3 separate regions of the Gossypium hirsutum genome follow, and all the other regions are linked to region 3. Evidence: chromatin contacts called from public Hi-C data. All regions are on one chromosome and are shown on one strand. Each heading gives the region's core, a stretch centred on a gene start, on an enhancer-like site or on the middle of the called end of the contact. The rest is flanking DNA. Distances are from core to core; before and after follow the strand shown.

Region 1 (2,700 bases), core at 125-2,624, 910 kb before region 3:
CTCAAATGAGGCTCACCCAAATGGGTCTGAGGTGCTTTTTGTTGTATAATGCTAAGGCGCAAGGCATAGGGGAGCCTAGGTGCATGCCTTGACAGTGCTGCTGAGTCCCTACTTCACTTCAGTGACCTCAAATATTTCATTGTAACTACAACTTGCTGTAATGAGACCAAAAAGTTTATCCTGCCCCCTAAGTACGTACCTCTACCCATTCAGCACAAAAATCACAAAAGGGAGGACGATAGAGCTTTACACGCCCTTCTGTGGTGCAAACAGCCAGAAAGCACCTGTTGCATTTTATTGAAGCAAATTTGCATAAGTACAGATATGAAGTGCAGAAATTGAGGGAATAATGTAATGACATCTTTCAGACTCTTACCCAGAGTTGGGAGCCATTCCAAGATTAGACCATGAAACTGATCGAACAGAAGGACGAGGATCCCGATTTAAAGTGGTGGGTAACAAACAGCCAGATGCTAGATCTGAGGAGACAAATTATACCTAAATGGTCAAATGCAACCCAATTTTGTCGAAAACAATGATTAAACTTCTTCAACCCGTTGAGGTTTATCAAACTAATAAATTTGAGGCAACTGAAGCACATTGTGGTCAGAACTCTAGAAACATGCAATAGAGACGCACCTTCTCTTTTTACCGCCCCAATGGGATAAGGTTCACTCCTGTTTATACTGATCAGGCCTCGAGGTCCAAAGGGCAATGCCGGATTCTGATAAGATAATTAATTGACATTTTTTTGAGAAAAAAAAAAAGCGCCTACGATCAGTTTCAATGCTTAGCAACAAAACAGTGTTCCTGCAGCACACATCAAACAGTATACACAAGACATTTTTCTTTTTACTTTTTGTTTCGTTTCCTCCTTTAAATATAGTATTCTCGTCAACAAAACACAGCATAAAAGAAAAGGATGGCACCCAGCCACCCACTAGGCTTTTAGAAAAGACGAGGTTTTGAAAGCAAAAGTCATTGTAGCTAGCAAAAACTTACCAGAATGGTGACCAAGTGACCGGATGCCACGGCAATTAGGTTCTCGTCGGACCAGGCGATGGAGTTAGGATACGATGGTGAGTCCACCAATGTTACCGCCTGGAAACGAGAAGCCATTGGTATGGTCTGTTAAGAGAACAAAGGGCACTATTGTGGAAAAGGGGAACAAGCTTTTTGTTTACTCTTTTTCGTTGAGAAAAGAGGAGAAATTAGATAGTTAAAAGACGAAAATAGTAGCTTGTTTTATTGAATGTGGAAAACGGGAATGGAAAATTTGGAGGGAAATTAGAGCAGAGCTTGAAAGTTATGCGGTTTTATAAACAAGTTGCAGAGCGTAAGTGACAAAGCGAAAACCCTAGTTCGAGTCGTACTGTCGTTGGAAGAGGTTTATAAGTTGGGAGATTTTTTAGTTCGGTAATAAAGGAAAGGTGTAAGATCCGGAGTCTGTAATTGGGCCGGGTTGGATTGGTCAGGTTCGCTGCTCTTCTTCAACTTAAAAGCAAGTTAAATGGACTTTTCGCTAACTCCCACTGGCCTGGCTATAGATTCTTGGACCCAATTTCGGATTTGATAAGGATCCGGGTCGGGTCCGCTCCGCTCTCTATTATTATCGTGAGCTAAATTAGCTTTCCAGGAGCTAATTGAATAAACATGTTTATTTTTTATAATTAAAAATAAATATTATATACTTTCAAAAAGATAAAATATATAATATACAGCCTTTAATATAAATAATATGTTATCTATAATCTATTATATATTATATATAAATATAAAAGGACGAGTTTTAAAAAAAAATTTGAAATCACTATAATATCTTTTATTATTGATTGTATTACTAAATTAAAATTAGAATAATAATTTATTAGCATATTACTAATTATTATGTGATAATATTGAAAGTAATATTAGTTAACTTTTTAATTCATGGAATATAATTAGATAAATTAAAAACAATAAAATCATTTAGATAAATGATATATACATATTATATATATGGGTAATTATTTGATACACACGTGGTGAAAAGTTTTTATTTTACAAGCAAGTTGAGATTTTATCACGTGCCGTATTTTTATTATTTTTTAAATGGGTAATTATTCTGTCCACTACCGGTGAAGTTAAGAAAAAAAAACTCCACAAACGGGTCTAAGATAATGTCAAGTGTCTTTTTTAATTATTTAATTATTATTTTATTATACCCTAAAAACAAATGGCATCAATCAAGACCCATTTGTGGAGTTTTTTTTATTACTCCACAGGCGATGTATAGGATAATTATCCTCTTTAAATACAACTTGTGGAGTTAAAATTTTAGAATTTGAATCTATATTAAATTATACTTATTACTTAATTAGGTTATTGTTATATATAAATTAAAACTAAGACTTAATACTATAAATGGATGCATTAACAAAAAAAATTCATTCAAGTAGCATTTAGAGACAAAAAAATGGTATTATTTGATAGTTTTTATTTGTAATAGTGGAATACATAGCCTAATAAAAGGTAAAAGGTATCTTCTCATCGATATTACATGATAGATGAAAAGTAACGTGATCATTGTTCATTTGTCTTAAAGATAAGTGATTTAATTACTATTTATTAATAATCAATTTTTTCATGAAGGAAGATGTAATGGTTATCATGAGATAAAATAAAATCATATTAGGTGAATGAATTTAACCCAAAGAGATA
Region 2 (2,700 bases), core at 201-2,700, 780 kb before region 3:
GCCCCTTAATATAATGTCATGCAGCCGAGCATCTAAGTAGAATAAAGTTTTAAAAGCCCCTTAATATAATGACTTGCAGCCAAGCATCTAAGTAGAATATATGAAAAATATCTGCAAGAAAACTAATTCCATAAACAGATCAATAGGTTAAAAGTTGATGAAATAAACCTCATCTATAAAGCTATCATCCTCCTGTTCGGGAACCGCTGCTACATCATCATCTGCTACTACCTGCTCGGGAACGGCCTCTGCATCATCATCTACTACTACCGCCACCGGTTCTCTAACTTTTGATCTACTGAAGCCTTTCATGTGGCGGCCACGATCTGATTCTTTCTCCTTAATCTTCCTTAACTTTCTTTGTAGAATTGAGGACACCAAATCTATACTCCCATATACTGTCTCAGCATCTTCTTCTGCTCGAACTACTCCATGCTTCTTTGTAAACAAAGTCACCTTCAAACAAAAACCCATCAGAGCAAAAAGTAAGCTAAGTGTCTAAAATTCAAAATGCAAACATCAAATATCAGGATTGGGAAAGTACCTCACATCTTCGAATCCTGGGACCTTTCCCAAGTTCTCCCCACGAACAGACAACCTAACATCAACTTCTCTCACCAGATGGCTATGTTTCTGAACTGCCTTACCAACCTTCTCCTCAACATGCTGCTTAACTGTATCTGTTAACTGTATCCGATGAAAACAAGTTTATTACAGCAGAAAAAACCTTCTCTAAACTTTCCCATCATTGAAGTACAATTTCTACATGGGCCTTATAATAAAAATCAATTAAATCAAAACCCAAAGCAAATATAGATGCCAAACTAAGTGCTTCATTAATCATTATGATGTAGATGGTCTTTCACATGCTTCAAGTAAAAAAACTTGGGCTTCCAATAGGAAAAAGACGCATCATCAGTAAAACAATGAAGGGCTACAACTTAAACTAGGAAGAGAGAAATCTCATTGTTGAGTAAAAAAGCTTCTTTTTTAAAAAAAATAAAGTAAATGATTAGTAAGAGTAAATTTACTTCGAGACTTTTCCCTTGTATGATTAATTTGACGGAAGCGAGTGGACCGTCCCATGACATTCGAACTGTTAGTGAAGAGTTCCTGATTTTTCTTGGTTCCATCTCAACGCACTTGAAATAGTTCCCAATTGGGTTGAAGAAGCTGGATTTGTAAGAAGGTAATGAAGGGATTCGAGGTTTTGTGAGAGTGAACATAGAGACCGATGAAGAAGAGGATGAAGGACTTGAAAATGATGAGTCAGAGACAGAGAGTGGGTGGTGGAAGCTTGTTTGAGAGGAAGCTAACAGAGTCGTCGCCATTTCGACAAGGAGAGCAGGGTTTTGGATGGATTGAATGAAAATGGAAGAAAATACAAGAATCTGGCATTAGGCAAATACAAGGGGGGAGGGGGGAATTATGCCGTCTGGCTTATGGATAAGGACACGTGAGATGGCATGGACTAGATATTTATAAGGTGTAATCAACAAAATTCACAAAAATAATATCACATATATATTTTTTAAATTTTCATCTTTTTTAATATTTAAAAAGTATTACATAAGTTGCAGGATTCGTGTCTGTAAATATACATTTGAAAGTTGATTTGTTTTTATAAATAAATAGCTCAAATTTTCAGATTGATTCATGTCATCCTTTTGCACTTGTAAATTTTATTTAATTCTTAGTAATTTTGTTTTTTTTAATTTAAACCATAAAGAATTTCTCACATTTTTATAATATATAATCCATATTAATTTTTCAAAATATATTAAATATGAACTGGAAGAACATTTCCAATAATTATTTGCCTTGACATAAATACATAAATTAAGGATAAAGGTGGGATGGATAATGTAAATGGGACCATTAATTGAGTTAGACGGGTGTTTCCTTGTCTTTTTAGATACATCTCTCATCTTTTTCCTTGTCCGGCAACAAGCTTGTTAAATTTGTGTGAAAGCAATATAATATTGTATGATTAAGATAATTTACAATTTTATATCCATTATACACACAAATAAAATTTAAGGTAAACTATTAAAATATTACTTTTGTTTATTTTAGATTATATTTTAGTTATGTATGTTTGAAATATTATGTTCTAGTCACTTTCGTTAACGTGTTGTCACATTTTAATCATTGGGTCGTTAATTGCCATTAACGACGTAACATTAAGTTGACGTGGCATGTTAAATTATTATTTTAAAAAAAAATTTAGATTAAATTATACAATTGATCCCCATATTTTCTCGTTTCAAACAATTTAATTTTTTTCTTTTATATTTTTTAATTTTTTTATTTATTTTCCATTTCCTTCTACTTCTTCCGCTATTTTTCTCCCTTCTACATCTCTTTTAACGTAGCTTTTCTATGTTTCCCATTTATAAAAATGAACGGGGTATACTAATAAAAATGGTGTATATCATGTTAAATAATGTGTGGACATTGCATGAAAGTGTAAAAAGCACAAGAAATTGTCATAAAAGGGGTAGTCCATAATGCAACATACAAATAGAGTAGTTATGACTTGTGTTCGTCTTATGCGGGTTCCTAATAGGGAATAATGTCTGCCAATGAACGGGGTATACTAATAAAAATGGTGTATATCATGTTAAATAATGTGTGGACATTGCATGAAAGTGTAAAAAGCACAAGAAATTGTCATAAAAGGGGTAGTCCATAATGCAA
Region 3 (2,700 bases), core at 181-2,680:
TTTTTAAAAGTTGAGCTTTAAATTTAGTTAAAAAGAAAAAACTAAATTAACAAAATTGTAAACATTCAAAATTAAAATTGATATTATGTGAAAAAAATTCATGTTTAAATTAATCATATGCATTAATTAAATCAACTTTATGTCTCTTTCAAAAAAAAAGCTTTATCTTCATTATTTTATTTTTTTATTATAAATATGAAAAAAAAATACGGTTTTTCGGTAAGCTATTCCAAATGCCAAGCGGGTGGCCTCAATTATTAATCAGATTTACCTAACTTATGCTGTAGCAGTATAACATACATCCTACCTAGGGGATCCCGGCTTCTCTCTTTTCTTCTCAATCTTGAAAGTTGAGGATCATGTTATCAGGAAGGATCATAGTTGTATATATTCCACTAAAACTGGGAGCCACACTTTGTTTTAAGTATCAACAACATGCTTGAAACTCACCACATATAAAGTATTACTATGATCGTTTCTTCTTCATGTAACTGATCACGTTCAATTTCAATGTCTCCTTTCGTTATTAATATATTTAGTATGTGTATCTTGAAAGTAAAATGCGATATGCTTAAAGTCACAAACAGCAGGAGTTTAAATAAATTTAATTGGTTCATGCAATTATTTTAAAAGATCTCCTCTCTTTCTAACAGTGGCATCTTTTATGCCAAAAGCAATCCGGGTTTAAAAGTAATGAGAGATCCTTAAAGATTGTAAGGACGTAAAAAATTGAAGATAAAGGAAAGAAGTAAAATAAGTAGAGGAGGTACTGACCAGCTCTCCATAAGGACCTTGTCTTGATTCATGAGACTGAGGGCGGAAAGAGTGACGCCATCTTCATTCTTGGTCAAGAATTTGCAGACAGGGCCAAGACCATAGAGTCTCTCCACTTTGCCATCAGGAAGAGTGCGCAAGGAGCAAGTGAGGATGGAGTAGGTAGCCAGGAGGCGCAAGATGCGGTCTAGCATGACAGGTGCATCGGGGTTGTTGGTGGGGAGCTGGGAAGCCAATTCTTTTGGGGAGAGGAAAGCACCTGGGCCAGCTTTGGCCATGATCTCCAGCAGGTCAAGTTCTATGGCCGACTTGAGGACCATCGGAAGGACTGAGGCACTGGTGAGTTGCATGGCGAATAAGTTGGCTTCCTCATCCGAGACTTGGGTGGGAGTCATTTGGGTTTCACCGGTTGAACCCATTGTTTTGGGATATTGGAGTTTTATCGGAAACGCTGACAAAGAGTTTAAATGATAGTGGTAATGGCTGATAGGCACGAAGAGGGGTTATATATGGTGTTTTGTCTCAACAACCACTTCGTTCATGGTCCCCATTTCCCCTGTACAGCTACTCGGTGCCCACCACCTAAAATGATAACCCCTCACCCGCACCTTTTTTTTTTTATTATTATTACTCCACTGAGTTCACTTCCCCTCCCCCGGTAGGAACGGTGGGCTTATTTAATTATTGGGTTATATCCGTTCAACTTGATTCGTTGGATTTGTTTAGACCTTCGATGTGGTCTAATGTAATTTGGATTAGCTTTTGTTCTAAATTATTATATAATAATAAATATTTTTATATAAATATATTTTTATTAATTAATATATTAATATCATAAAATAAAAAATAAAGGGAATAAACGAAAAGAGAAATAAGACTAAAAGTAATTATTTTATTGATCATGATATTTACAATGTTTGTTTAAAATTTATATTTATAGATATAAGAAGTATAAAGAAAATAAAACTTAACTCCTAATGGATAGTAGAGTCGTAAAGTATATCAAACTTCTTATTCTAATAGACATCCACTTTATAATAATAAAACATTTATAACACTCCACTTGAGTGTCCATCTTTAGATAATGTACGTCGTTAAAACCTTATTAAGACAAAAATTGAAAAAAAAATTGAAAAAAAGAGAGAGTACACATACAATGTACTTTTTTATTCCACAATCAACCTTAAAAAATTCATCTCTCTCTCTCTATCTCTTAATACACTTGTCAACCTCCTAAACCTATTTGTGAAGTCTAAAACACCAATGGCAATGTACTAAATATTTTCTATCTAAAATATGCATAACATGTTACCTCATTAAAACCCTTACTAGAAAAATCTAGTTGGACAAAACCTCAGTTAAGAGAAAAAGAGTGCAGTATGTATTTACTCCCCTCAAGACAACATCACATAATATATCACATTCTATGTATTCAATCTTGAATACTATATTTTCAAATGATTACTTGAACTGATTTAATAAATGTTTATATCATCATTTTCTAGAAATTATGAGTGAGAAAAAATTTTGGGGAAATATATTTTGATCTCTTTAGAAGTCTCAATAATAATCATAACAAACTTTAACCATAATCCTTCTATAAAAATACATATATTCAATCAAGTCAATAAATAAACACCTACTAACCTATGACATGACTCGCTCTACTAACCCTTTACAATGGTTGGCTATCTGAAAGGTCTCGACAAGCCACTTTATAACTTACCTCTCGACTGGAAGGCAATTGTTATACCTCCACTCAGCAGGACATATGGCAAGACATATGGCAAGTTGTTGGACAACCAGCAAATAACCCTCCATTGGGAGCAATTCGCGTACAACCCTCCATAAGGAATCATTTATATTAACCATTCATGTAGGATGGTTCGTAGATGGCCCTTTATGAATCTTATCCGAACCAGCATA

What was found. Hi-C and Micro-C count contacts between places; a contact is called where the count stands out from the background.
Region 1: a Hi-C map of leaf shows a contact between it and region 3, with 3 times the contacts expected there. The contact joins the promoter of LOC107947722 here to the promoter of LOC107948794 in region 3. A contact is called at or near these places in 8 of 34 Hi-C or Micro-C datasets (anther, callus, hypocotyl and 1 more).
Region 2: a Hi-C map of leaf shows a contact between it and region 3, with 3 times the contacts expected there. The contact joins the promoter of LOC107948238 here to the promoter of LOC107948794 in region 3. A contact is called at or near these places in 5 of 34 Hi-C or Micro-C datasets (leaf and petal).

What each region holds. Positions count from the first base shown.
Region 1 is chrA08:89,067,735-89,070,434 of Gossypium_hirsutum_v2.1, reverse strand. It overlaps LOC107947722, which reads right to left and starts at 1,374. Exons shown (of 15, transcript XM_041074532.1): 1 at 1,003-1,374; 2 at 640-724; 3 at 377-479; 4 at 200-284. The coding sequence starts at 1,119.
Region 2 is chrA08:88,939,215-88,941,914 of Gossypium_hirsutum_v2.1, reverse strand. It overlaps LOC107948238 (ribosome-binding factor PSRP1, chloroplastic), which reads right to left and starts at 1,450. Exons shown (of 6, transcript XM_016882718.2): 1 at 1,032-1,450; 2 at 588-687; 3 at 545-585; 4 at 169-456. The coding sequence starts at 1,331.
Region 3 is chrA08:88,157,556-88,160,255 of Gossypium_hirsutum_v2.1, reverse strand. LOC107948794 (caffeic acid 3-O-methyltransferase) reads right to left here and starts at 1,430. Exons shown (of 4, transcript XM_016883445.2): 1 at 775-1,430. The coding sequence starts at 1,193.